2 separate regions of the Arachis hypogaea genome follow, and region 2 is linked to region 1. A link is a contact called in public Hi-C data. All regions are on one chromosome and are shown on one strand. Each heading gives the region's core, a stretch centred on a gene start, on an enhancer-like site or on the middle of the called end of the contact. The rest is flanking DNA. Distances are from core to core; before and after follow the strand shown. Region 1 holds the start of LOC112727099 (protein NPGR2). Region 2 has its middle 43 kb from the start of LOC140177000.

Evidence for each region. Hi-C and Micro-C count contacts between places; a contact is called where the count stands out from the background.
Region 2: a Hi-C map of an unstated tissue shows a contact between it and region 1, with 4 times the contacts expected there. The contact joins the enhancer-like site here to the promoter of LOC112727099 in region 1. A contact is called at or near these places in 2 of 8 Hi-C or Micro-C datasets (leaf and an unstated tissue).

The regions. Positions count from the first base shown.
Region 1 is chr12:20,566,986-20,573,663 of arahy.Tifrunner.gnm2.J5K5, forward strand. LOC112727099 (protein NPGR2) reads right to left here and starts at 2,118. Exons shown (of 9, transcript XR_011868382.1): 1 at 1,959-2,118; 2 at 778-1,069.
Region 2 is chr12:20,615,676-20,622,547 of arahy.Tifrunner.gnm2.J5K5, forward strand. It overlaps the pseudogene LOC112727100. Among protein-coding and RNA genes, the nearest start is that of LOC140177000, 43 kb to the left of the region's middle. Within about 2 kb of position 4,131, at least 3 of the 3 cell types and tissues checked have open chromatin away from gene starts, as enhancers often do.

The sequences.
Region 1 (6,678 bases), core at 868-3,367:
TAATAACGGCAGCAATAACCACTAATCTTAACAAGAGGATCACAGACATGCACAACTTTAATATTCAAACTAAATATTGCTAAATAGAGGGAACATCAATTCCAATAAAGAGATCATCAGAAAACTACCTGCATTAGCTATGTTCTGAAGAAACCACTTGATTGATATTATATTTTAATTAAAAGAATTAGGATAAAGAATTCAATCAAACTACAATAATTGGTCTTACTTAAGATTCGATGGGCTCAAGGCGCCTGTAGTGCAACCCCTTATGCTAGATGCAGTTTTGAGAAACAGTAAAGAAAGTTGCACCTTTCCCAATTAGCTATAGACCTATAGCTTTTGGCTTAATGGTAAGTGCTTGATCCAACAACTATGAATTCTGTGAAGAATTCATTCAGATATGCAATAAATACAAGCATACATACAGTTTAGACTACAAGTAACAACTATTAATAACCTACCTATCATGAAGAATCTATTCAGACAACAACAACAACAACAACAACAACAACAAAGCCTTGTCCCATAGGTGGGGTCGGCTACATGAATCAAACGATGCCATTGAGCTCTGTCATGTATCATGTCTACATAGAGACAGTTTACATGTAGACTATTCAGACAAGCAAGAAGTTATTTTGTGCACAGGAAAGAAACATTTAGTTGCTTCATGGCATCTATATACACTCTCCCTAGGACCTAGATCATATACGGAACAAATTGGTAAATTCCAGTTCTCAAAACCATAAATGGCAAGGTATTTTTGATGAAACCAACCTCATAGTTCAAGACACCACTCTCGCGTAAGGATGATTCAGCTTCCTCTATATTGCCAGTGTCAGGCTTCTTGTTGCCAATTTGTCCACCAAGGCAAGAATGACCACTTGCTGAGCAGTCACTGGTCGCAACAGATTCTGACGATGGAACCATTTCAACTGCTCTTCCTAATGGCTCCCCAGACTGTAGGCACCTCATTATCTTCCTTCAAACTCCTCCTTCCTGATTTCGACTATTGTCCCAAGTCTAATGCTGCTCCCATATGCAACCCATCTTTTCTAGACTAAAAAATCTGCCGGAAGAAAACAGTGAAACAGAAATGTCACACATGCAAAGTCAACACAGGACCTTTAAGCTATGTTTGATTGAGGTAAAAATGCAGTGGAAATTTATATGCCTAAAAGCAATGTAGATTATGCAACAACCAAACATGCCCTTAGAGTCATACATGTAGATTATGCAACAAGTGTGAAATTTTGAAACCAATTGTTCCTGAGAAGGCTAAATTCAATGTAATTGAAAAATCCAGAAAAGAAAAGCAAAAAAAAAGGACCTAAAATTATAAAGTAAATGTAAACAAGCATAGTAGAACTAGAATGAAAATCCGCAAAGCGCTATCCCATCAGGTAAAAGTAAAATTTGAACCAACCTCATCCAAAATTCCCTCTCTGAATTCCGAAATCACATAAACCAAATTCATAAAATTGTAACCGACACACAGTAACTCAGGGACCGGAAATTTCAAAATCAGTAATTTGCTTCTGAATTCAGCTCAGAAAACCGTTCCAACCTTACAAACAAGCAAAAAGTTGGCACCCTTTTCAACAATTCACAAACGGAGAAAGGTCAAAGATAAAAGACAAATAAGTAAAAAAAAAAAAAAAAAAAAAAGAAGACTTTCACCTTTTGAGTTCCAAGAGAGCAAAGCGTGTGCTAGGAAGGAACATCCATTACTGAATTTGACCAATCAAATCCGAACTTTGAATCATGGAAACAATCAAAATGCAAAGCATCTAAAAAGTCTAATCATAAACCTTCCCTTCTAATAGTTATTATTTACCATATAAAATCCTTATCCCTTTTTCTTTCCCGTGTGATATTAATAAATATTATTAAAATGAATAAAATTGGAGCACAGAATCGATGATAAATGAAAGAAGAGAAACGGAAGAAGATCTCACAGCAATTCCAATTCCAATTGGTTTGGTGTTTGGTGTTTACGTTGTTAGTATGTTGGTTGTTGGGGTCCAGTGAAGTCAAGTGGGAAGTTTCATATACGGGGAAGAGGGTGAATTAGATGCCACGTGTCATTTGGTGCCGACTCTCATTTAAACTGCCATTAACTACATTTATCACGCTTTCACACATATCATCGCTCCTTGTTAGGGGTGGAAAGTGGAAACACACTATATATCCTTAATAATGAATAAATATTGTTGTAAAATAAATAAAAGATATATTAAATATAAAATAAGGATGTATAAATAGAAGACTCTAGCATTAATATAATTAGCTCAATAATGATTTATGTATATATAATAATATTATATGTTGTAATGTGTATATATATATAAAGATAGAAAGAAGTATTAAAAATAAAGAGAGAGAGAATTGCATTTGTTTATTGTTACTGTGTGTATTACTTCATAACATGTTCTCTATATATGGGCATACATAAGCATCGTTTTTCAAACTTCATTTAATATTATTCTCCTTGAAAATCTGAGACTTGTGAAAAATGGGCATCCACCTCAGGCAATCTTATCACAACACTCCCCATTAGATGACCATTTAGAATTATTGCCTCGTTAAAATCTTACTAAAGAAAAATCCAGTGGGAAAAAAAATCCTTAGTGAAGGAAAAAGAGTACAATATCCTTTAGTGATGGAGACTGCCTCATTAAAAACCTTGTCAAGAAAAACCCAATGGGAAAAAAAATCTGACCAAGAGAAAAAGAGTACAGTCTCCCCCTCTTGTCGACATCATTTAATGTCTCGAAATCGGCACATCCCAATCTCATGTACCAATCTTTTAAAAGAGGATTTTGGGAGTGACTTTGTAAATAAATCTGCCAGATTGTCACTTGAGCGGATCTGTTGCACATCAATTGTCCCTTGATTTTGAAGATCATGAGTGAAGAAGAACTTAGGAGAGATATGCTTTGTTCTATCACCTTTGATGTATCCACCCTTAAGTTGAGCAATGCATGCTGTATTATCTTCAAACAGGACAGTAGGAGCTATCTTATGATCAATCAGTCCACATGATGACATGATATATTGGATCAAACTCCTGAGCCAAAAACACTTGCGACTTGCTTCATGAATCGCTAGTATTTCGGCATGATTAGAGGAGGTTGCTGCTATCGTCTATTTTGTGGACCTCCATGATATAGCTGTACCACCATATGTGAACAGGTATCCTGTTTGAGATCTCCCTTTATGTGGATCAGACAAGTATCCAGTATCTGCATAGCCAACTAATTGTGACTTGGATCCATAGGGATAAAACAATCCCATATCAACCGTTCCTTGAAGATATCGAAAAATTTGTTTGATTCCACTCCAATGTCTTCTGGTTGGAAATGAACTATATCTTGCTAGTAAATTCACCGCGAATGATATGTCAGGTCGCGTATTATTAGCAAGATACATTAGCGCTCCAATGGCACTAAGATATGGTACTTCAGGACCATGGATATCTTCATTCTCTTCTTTAGGACGGAATTGATCCTTCTCCACATCCAAAGATCTTACGATCATTGGAGTACTCAAGGGATGTGACTTGTCCATATAAAATCTTTTCAAGATCTTCTCTGTGTATGTTGTTTGATGAATAAAGATCCCAATTTTTATATGCTCGATCTGCAGGTCGAGACAAAATTTAGTCCTTCCAAGATCTTTCATCTCAAACTCTTCTTTTAGAGTTTTTATAATTGTTGGAATCTCTTCAGGAGTCCCAATGATATTTAAATCATCAACGTACACAGCAATAATAATGAATCCAGATGCAGTTTTCTTTATGAAGACACAGGGGAAAATATCATCATTCTTAAATCCGTTTTTGGCCAGATACTCAGTAAGACGATTATACCACATTCGTCCAGATTGCTTCAGACCATATAAAGATCTTTGCAATTTAACTGAGTATAACACTTGTGAATATTCATTGGATGGTTTAGATATCTTTAGTCCTTCAGGGACTTTCATATAGATATCTCGATCTAATGAGCCATATAAATAGGCTGTTACTACATCCATTAAATGCATATACAGTTTATGATATGCAGATAAACTGACCAAATAACGCAATGTTATTACATCCACTACAGGAGAATACGTTTCTTCATAATCTATACCGGCCCTCTGTGAAAAACCTTGTGCCACAAGTCGGGCTTTATAGCGCACAACTTCATTTTTCTCATTTCGTTTTCTCACAAATACCCACCGGTATCCAACAGATTTTACATCTTCTGGTGTACGGACTACAGGTCCGAAGACTTCACGTTTTTCAAGTGAGTCTAATTCAACCTTCATGGCTTCTTCCCATTTTGGCCAATCATTTCTTTGTCGACATTGTTCGACTGATCTTGGTTCAAGATCCTTACTTTCATGCATGATATTTAATGCCACATTATATGCAAATATTTCATTGACAATCTTATTTCGGTCCCATTTCTTTCCTGTAAAGACATAATTTATCGAGATCTCATCATTTTCACAATTTTCAGGTACCTAAACGTCTTCTGGCGTTAAAATCATATCAGAATTTTGGACAACTGCAGGTGTCTTTACAATGTCTTTTTCAACAGGAATCGTATTTACCTCTTTTCTCTTTCGAGAATTTTTGTCTTTGAAACCGACAGGCCTGCCACGCTTCTAACGTGAATTTGCTTCAGTGGCTACTTGTCCTACTGGGACATCAATTCGAATTGGGGCATTTTCCGCTGGTATATACGACTTGGTTATCCTCTTTGTATCGGAAAATGCATTAGGCAATTCATTTGCTATTCTTTGCAAATGTATAATCTTCTGAACTTCTAGTTCACATTGCCCTAATCGAGGATCTAAATGCATCAAGGATGATGCATTCCAATTAAGTTCCTTTTCAGGAAACTTATTCTCTCCCCCTAATGTTGAAAATTTTGATTCATCAAAATGACAATCTGCAAACCGGGCTTTAAATACATCTCCAGTTTGTATATCAAGATACCTCACTATAGAGGGAGAATCATATCCAACATATATCCCAATTTTCTTTGGAGTCCCATTTTGGTGCGATTAGGTGGTGTAATGGGAACATATATCGCACACTCAAATATTCTTAAATGAGAGACATTTGGCTGCTGGCCAAAAGCTAATTGCATAGGAGAGAACTGATGGTAACTCGTTGGCCTCAAACGGATAAGTGCTGCGACATGTAAAATAGCATGCCCCCAAACCAAGGTTGGGAGATTTGTTCTCATAAGCAAGGGTCTAGCAATTAATTGGAGGCGTTTAATAAGTGATTCTGCTAACCCATTTTGTGTGTGAACATAAGCTACTGGATGTTCAACACTTATTCCATTAGCCATACAATAAGCGTCAAATGCTTGGGAAGTAAATTCACCAGCATTATCAAGACGAATTGCTTTGATTGGATTTTCTGAAAATTGTGCTTTTAATCGAATAATTTAAGCCAGTAATCTCGCAAACGCCAGGTTGCGAGAAGATAATAAGCACACGTGTGACCATCTCGAAGATGCGTCTATTAGGACTATAAAATATCTAAAAGATCCACATGGTGGATGAATAGGTCCACATATATCACCTTGAATCCTTTCTAGGAATTCAGGGGACTCAAATCCAATCTTTACTGGTGATGACCTTAAAATTAACTTTCCTTGAGAACATACAGCACAACAAAATTCACTAGTTTTAAGAATCTTCTGGTTCTTTAGTGAATGTCCATGAGAGTTTTCAATAATTCTCCTTATCATGGTTGTTCCCGGATGACCCAATCGGTCGTGCCAAGTAATGAATTCATTTGGGCTAGTAAACTTCTGGTTTACAATGGCATGTGATTCAATTGCATTGATCCTGGTATAATACAACCCAGATGAAAGTGAGGGTAACTTTTCTAATATAACCTTTTTATTTAAATCATGAGCTGTGATACATAAATACTCACGATTTTCCTTATTCATTGTTTCAATATGATATCCATTTCGGCGAATATCTTTAAAGCTCAACAAGTTTTTTCGAGACTTGGTAGACAATAGTGCATTATTTATTATGAATTTTGTTCCTCCAGGAAATAAAATTATAGCTCTTCCGGAGCCTTCTATCACATTGTCTGAGCCAATAATAGTATTAACATATTCCTCTTTTGGCACAAGATGGGTAAAATATATATCATTTTTGAGAATAGTGTGCGAGCTTGCACTATCCGCAAGGCATACATCTTCATTACATATCCTTGCCATTTTCTTCAAAGACAAATAATAATAAAATGAATAGTATGCACAGTTAAATTGAATACTTGATCGGAATTATTTTTCTAAAAAATACTGCACATAAAAATAATGTCATATACTAAAATTTTATTTTAAAACATGACACATTTAATGATTTCAAAATTTATAAACATTAATATTTCATTATTTATATACATCATATTTGAAACTTAAATACATAGAAAATAAAACTTAATAATAAGTTTTTTACATTATTTATTTACATGAATGCTTAATAATCTCTCACATTAAACTATTCCATCATTGATCAAATGACCAATATTTCCTTCAGGATCCTCAAAGAAATCAGATACATCATAATGAGTGGTGAAATTTTCAGCATTATTTAAAATAAAATTTGTTTGCTTTCCTTTGTCATCCTTTTTCAAAGATGCCTGGTAAAGAT
Region 2 (6,872 bases), core at 2,881-5,380, 51 kb after region 1:
ATGCAAATTAAGATCATAAGACTCACCCAAATTGGTTGAGTTTCATTAATGAGCTCCCAATCCCAGTAGCGCTCAACAACAGTCTTAGCCTTCTTCTTCTTCTGCCGAATAAGGTTTCAAAGTCATAATTGAGCAAGTAAACATGCAGAAGCTATACGACCTCACACATAAGAAGTGAGAACAAATACTTGGTTCAGGTAACAAGCAGAAGATTACCTCAGTCTTCCATCTTCTTCGTCTTTTTTTGCTTCAGTTGGATCCTCATCAACCTCAACCTGGAATAAGCATATATTTTAATAAATGCAGAAAACATTCACATTTTCTATCAAATTTATCCAGGAGGAGGCAAAACCAACCGAAGTATACATACAACATCATCATATCAAACAAAAAAGATTTGTAGAAAATAATGACATACTTCTTTGGTGTATCCTTTTTCCTGCCAAGTGTATATCGGGAACGAGACAAATTGTGAATAGTTTTTCACAAGCTTTTCAATTCGCTCTGGATTAGCAAAACCTTTATCATCCCTCTGAAATGAAGCCACAGATAATACCACTTAGTAAGATCAGGCAAAATATAGATAGCTACCCCGAAAAAAATAATAGACTATCAACAATCAACATGCCTTAAGATGCAGTGTAAGACGAGTTCCCCTTGGAATCAGCTTCTCAGGATCTGTCTCTTCCCTAATGGTATATGAGCTAGCATTTGCCTCTCCTTCCCAAACATATTGTTTATCAGATTTTGGGCTCTTGGTAGAGACAGTTACCTTCAGAGTTCGAACATCAAAAAATTAATAACAGAGAGATCCCAAAAATGCACAGACTGATTTTTGTTAAAATGCATACCTTATCAGAAACCAAAAAGGCAGAATAGAACCCAACACCAAATTGACCAATTAAGTTGTTGTCACCACCAGCATCCTTGTTATCCTTTTAAAATGATAAACATTTGTCAGCCTATAAGATATATAACTATAAAATAAATAAAGATAATAAAATCATAAAACATCTAAAATCATAAAGCATCCTTCAGAAGAGGTAAGACCTTCAATGCCTTCAAAAATTTTGCAGTACCACTTTGTGCAATAGTTCCAAGACAATCAACGAGTTCTTGTCTTGTCATACCAATACCTGTATCACTGCATAAAGCAAAAAATTGCATTACCAACCGAAAATAGGAAAATATTAGTCAAAAACAATTTAAAAAAGCCATTTATCTTACGTGATAGTGATAACCCCATTATCTTTATCAGCTTGGATTCGGATATCAAAATCAACAGCATCTTTCAAAAGTTCAGGCTCTGTAACACCTAGAAACCGTAGCTTATCCAAGGCATCACTTGCATTGCTGTATTTAAAACAGTAAACAATCAAGAGCTATACATAAAAGTGAAGATTAAATGTTACTCATATATAAGCAGAAGTGGAAGAACAAACCTGATAAGTTCCCTAAGAAACACTTCCTTGTTACTATATAAGCTATTAACAATGAGGTCCATGAGCCGACTAACCTGCAAAACGATGCATAGATACAAAATTATGATCATGATACGATATATTATTCACACTATAAGGATAGGAAACATGGACATGAAAAAAGAGCTATATACCTCAGCTTGGTACTCATATCTATCAGATGATGTGGAGTTGGATTCAGCAGACTTTGCAGCAGTAGACTCATATCGCTTCCCCAAAAACAAATCTTTCTTCAAGTTTTGATAATTCCTAGATTTCTCTGAACTTAAGACAGAAGAATACCATCTAGCTTTAGCATCTTCCTCACCTACCTGCTTCCAACCCAGGAAAAAAAAGGTATTGATAACACACAACTACCTCAAAAAAGCCCACATTTTTAAAGCAACAGAACAAAGAAAGGTAAAGCGGCTGGTTCAATGTTTCTCCCATAACATCAAAATCTCAAACTACAATTAAAATTCAAATTTTTAACCGAAAAAACAGAACTGAAGAGAAACGGATGAAACTTGCGAAAATTGATAGCTAGTAGCTAGTGAAGCTAACATGGAATTGTAGGAGATACAATTAGATCAATCAAATGGATTCAACGCGAGAAACACACAAAAGCGATGGATCATACCGAAGAAATGGAAGATAGAAGTGGAACAGTGAGGTGACGGTGAGGGACGGCGGCGTGGCGGAGGGCGGCGGATAGAGAGGAGCAGCGCCTTGATAGCCGGTGCATTTTGACGGTTACCATTGACTGAGTGAGTGAGTGAAAGCAGAGAATTAGAAATGGGAGGGCTTTAGACAAGGTTGAGAGAACCGGTCAATAAATCGATAGAATAACTGGTTCAACAGTTTAATGGTCCAACCGTAATCTAACCGGGTTCAACCAATTTAGTTAAATATAAATAAAATTATTAAAAAATTAATATATAATTTTAAATAAAGATCAATAAATTTTCAAATGAAAGAAGGAAAATAGCAAGGTTCTGAAAACCGAACCAGTCATCGAACTGCTTTAGTTATTGGTTTACTAGTTTATTGATCCAACCGGTTCAACCGAAATAACCGTTTTATAATAAAAAATAAATTATAAATAACCACCATAAAACATAAATATAGTCTATATAAACCTTAAAATGTCTTTCAAATTAAAAGCATTAGATGAAATATCATCAACCAGAGTATTATATTCTAATCAAAATACAAACTCAAAAGTTAAATAACAAAAAATAAGCTAATTTACAAAGAATAAATATGCTAATAATCACATTCTATTTGATCTACACAATTTCATTTATGCATGTGTTTTGCAGTAAGAAGGCAATAGTAATCCATCATATGTAAGACCAATCAAACAACAAATCAAAAGAGTAAATAAATGAAAGAAATATAAATGAAGCAAGTATATATACCTCAAAATACCCCTCATGTAAACAATGGGAACCATGTTTATTCACGATGAGTTGCTTGCAAGAAATTAAAATGTCCAGAGACACCGATAGAGTAGGTAGAAAGAGATATAGAGCGTAGACTAAAAGAGTTTAATTTGGTGAATAAACCGCAGCATTCAACAAAGTAGCAAGACCTCTTCTGCAATTAAGCTCAACCTAATCACTGAGCCAAACCTTCTCAAAACATAACAATGATCAAAATTTATCACAATCTAAACTCATATCTAACAAACAGCTCAAAACTTTAGGCCATCAACAAACACCAACACAGGCAACAAAGATCAAACAAATCATCAAATTGCTGTGTGTAATAATAGCAATGCATGTTGCAATTGCTTAGATACATTCTTTTAACTTTGACAAAAACTTCATTCAACCCAAGAGAGGGATAATAAATCTTGAATCTTCCTCAGCAAATGCAAATCAGCCATAATACTAAATTGTACCTTCTGATCTGGCAACTAATAAAACATAACAGAGAAATAAAATCTGAAAAAACCAGAATTAAAGAAATCAGCAACAGAACAAATAAATTAGAAAAAATTCATTGAATGAGTCAAAAGCATAGAATCAATCCTAAACCAGAATTAATAAAAAAAAAAACAGAACAAAAATTCAAAGTAAAAATAAAATAGAATTAACAATCCAACCAAAGAAGCAAGAACAACCCAACCAAAGAACAAATCAGAATCAACAGTAGGAGGACGACTGGAAGAATAAAAATAAATCAGAATCAAACCAACAATCAGAATAAAAAGTTCAGAGTAAAAACAAATCAGAATCAAAATCAAACAGAGGCTCCATTACAGTTTCAAATGCAAGGAAGGATGACGGCGCTGGAAACGGAGAGCTGGCGACGGAGGCAGGAACAGAGATGGCGCCGGCGACGGTGGAACAGAGCTTCGCGACGGAGGCAGGAGGCGAGCCCGGCGACTATGCTTCCACTGCTGAGAGCCTGAGACGTTAGAGCTGAGTGAGGGACCGAGTGAACTTCGAAGCTCCAACCGGCGACGGCGTCAGGAGTAGTCCGGCGGCTGAACGAAAGGGAGGGACTGAGCTCGCCGGCGTTGAGAGGAACGGCTAGCTCGAGGGTTATGGGAAGGACGAGGGAGGGTGTGCTGCCGCGCCGATGGAGAGTTGGAGTGAGTTAGGGTTGATAATTGGTAGTGGTAAGGTTGGAGGTTACTGAATGTTAAACGGCGCGTTTTGAGCATTTTCGGGCAAAGTAAAAAACCGGCTGGGTCCCGGTTCGATTCGACTGACTAGGTAGCCGCTGGTTGAGCGATTCAACAACGGTTTTTATTTTTTTCGGCTTTGACATATAACCGAATCGTCATTTCCATCAATTCCCGGTTCGATTAGTTGGACCTGTCTGTTCGAATCGATTTTCAAAACATGGAAAATAGTGAGATCATTAGTGAAAGAAGGACTAACGATGATCCTATCCTAAAGGATAAGGAGGAGTGCGGACCAATAGGTCGAATTATTATATAAAGAAGAGTTATAAACTATCTTCCTTCTTGTTCGATTAGGAAGATATCGCTTTTACTCGTTTCTTCTCTTCAATAAGAATAGGGATTTGAAATGATAAAAATTCCTCTTCATTCTGTTGTCAATAACCACACGCCGGTTAGAAATGATATGGCAATCATGGCTAGGACCAATAGAATAAAGAAACACAAGAATCACCAATTATACATTTATACGGTATAAATCACATACTAATATCTGTAAAATTGAGCAGAGTCCAATTTGGGCAACTAGTCCAATTTTGTCACACCATTTTCAACAAAATCTTCAACTTAATTAACAGCATATTCAACTTAGGCAACAAGGGGTCAGCCGAGTCATTAATGATCATCAAGCAGTGACACATAGTCAAGCAGCGACACAATGCCACGAATTGAGCAGACTAGGAAGAAAGCTAAGCAACAATTAACATTACCTGCGATGAAGGCGGAGAGCAGAATACTGGGAAGGACGGTTGGAGGCAATGGTAGACGACGACAGTAAACACCGGCAGGCGACTTGTGAATCACGGATGGGATAGCTACTCGGACCACGAGTCCCGCACAATGCCGGAAAATCTATAGCACTATGCCGCGGATGCCGACGACACGAGGACGGAAGCTCCGCAGCCAGGACGACGGCGGCAGTCTAAAAAAACCTCAAATGGACCATGTTAATTCTGGTCATCTATTATAAAAATATAACACAACAAAAAGGGCCCAGCCCAATATCAGCATTGACAGTATAAGGGAGCCCAAGCTTTTCCATGCTCCTCCATTGGCGCTGGGAATAACAAGGCTCAGCTAAACCATTCAAGCCAGGAGGACTGAACACAGTCAGGTCCTGCTCCCTCCAGAGTCCAGTCACACACCAAGGGCACGTGTCAATCTCTCCCCATCTCTCTATATCTATACCAAATTAGCTCTTTACCATAGTGTTTACTGTTTGTTAATATATACTATTAATTAATTGTTAGTACATATTTTTAGTAATTTTAGTTTTATTTTAAATATATTTTTTAAAAAATCAAATTATTTAATAGTTGTTAGTACATAATTTTTTAGTGACTTATTTTTATTTTAAAAATTTATTAAAAAATTGAATTATTATTAATGATTAGTATTTATTTTAATTTTTTTGTTTTACATAAAATATTATAAATTTCAATTATTATTAATTTATATTTTTAGTTATTTTAGTTTTATTTAAATATTCACTAATAAAACTGAATTATTATTATTATTATTAATTGTTAGTACATATTTTTGGAATTTTGTCTTGTGTTTCAATTATTTATTAAAAACAGAATTATTTTTATTAATGGTTAGGATATATTTTTAGTAATTTTATATTTTATTTTAAATATTTAATTAAAAAGATATTAGTAATTGTTAGCATATGTTGTTAATTAAGTTTAGTTTTATTATAAATATTTATTAAAAAATAGTATTATTATTAATTATTATTGTTAGCAACGATTAGTGTACATTTTTAATAATTTTAGTTTTATTTTACATATTTATTAGGAAAAACAGAATTATTATTAATTTTTAGTATATGTTTTTAAATATTGATTATAAAATATTAATTCTTAGTAAATAGAATAGAATTATCATTAATTGTTAATATATTTTTTTATTATAAAAATTAAAAAATATGAAAATAAAAAAATGTGACACTACAGTGTTGAGAATCATATTATAAAATGTTTTTGACATCTTATATTGTAAGTACTTTTTGAATTTGTAGTAGTGGTTAATAATTAATAATTAATTTAGTAATTATCAATTATTGAGGTTTGTAGTAATTATTAATTATAATTGTTGCTAAATTGAGTTACCATTAATTAATATCAATATTAATTTATATTATTAGCTATAGTCATTACTTAAATGAAATAGATTCATATGATATTAGGGTGGAGAAATAGTTATTGACTATTAATTATAATTTTTTATTTGTGTACATTTTTTATCTTTTACATAGTGAGTGCACAATTATATTGAAAAATTTTACGAAGATCTTTAAACTCCAAACTTATGACATACTGATGAGTGGATCAACTAATTACAGCACAAGCAGGATAAAAAAAACATGTAGATTAACTAATTTAGTACTGCTTCTGGCTAAATGACCATAGAAAAAGCTGCATCAAGCTAACATGGTTCTATAACAATTTGGTACTACTCCTCGGTAGGCATATGCGTAGTTTCGTACTCAATAGCTGCTAATAATTATTTTGCAACCATTAATTCAAATCATGTGGGCAAAGCTTTATAAGAAGCTTCCAACCCACTAAATATTTTTTCAACTGTCTTTTGTTTGATTAACCATATTTTGCAATAACTTATCGTATAGTTGAATTTGAACTGTATTTAGCAATGACAAATTTTATTTTTAGAGACAAGTCAATTTTAACTAATGGTTTTATCACTTCTGCAAT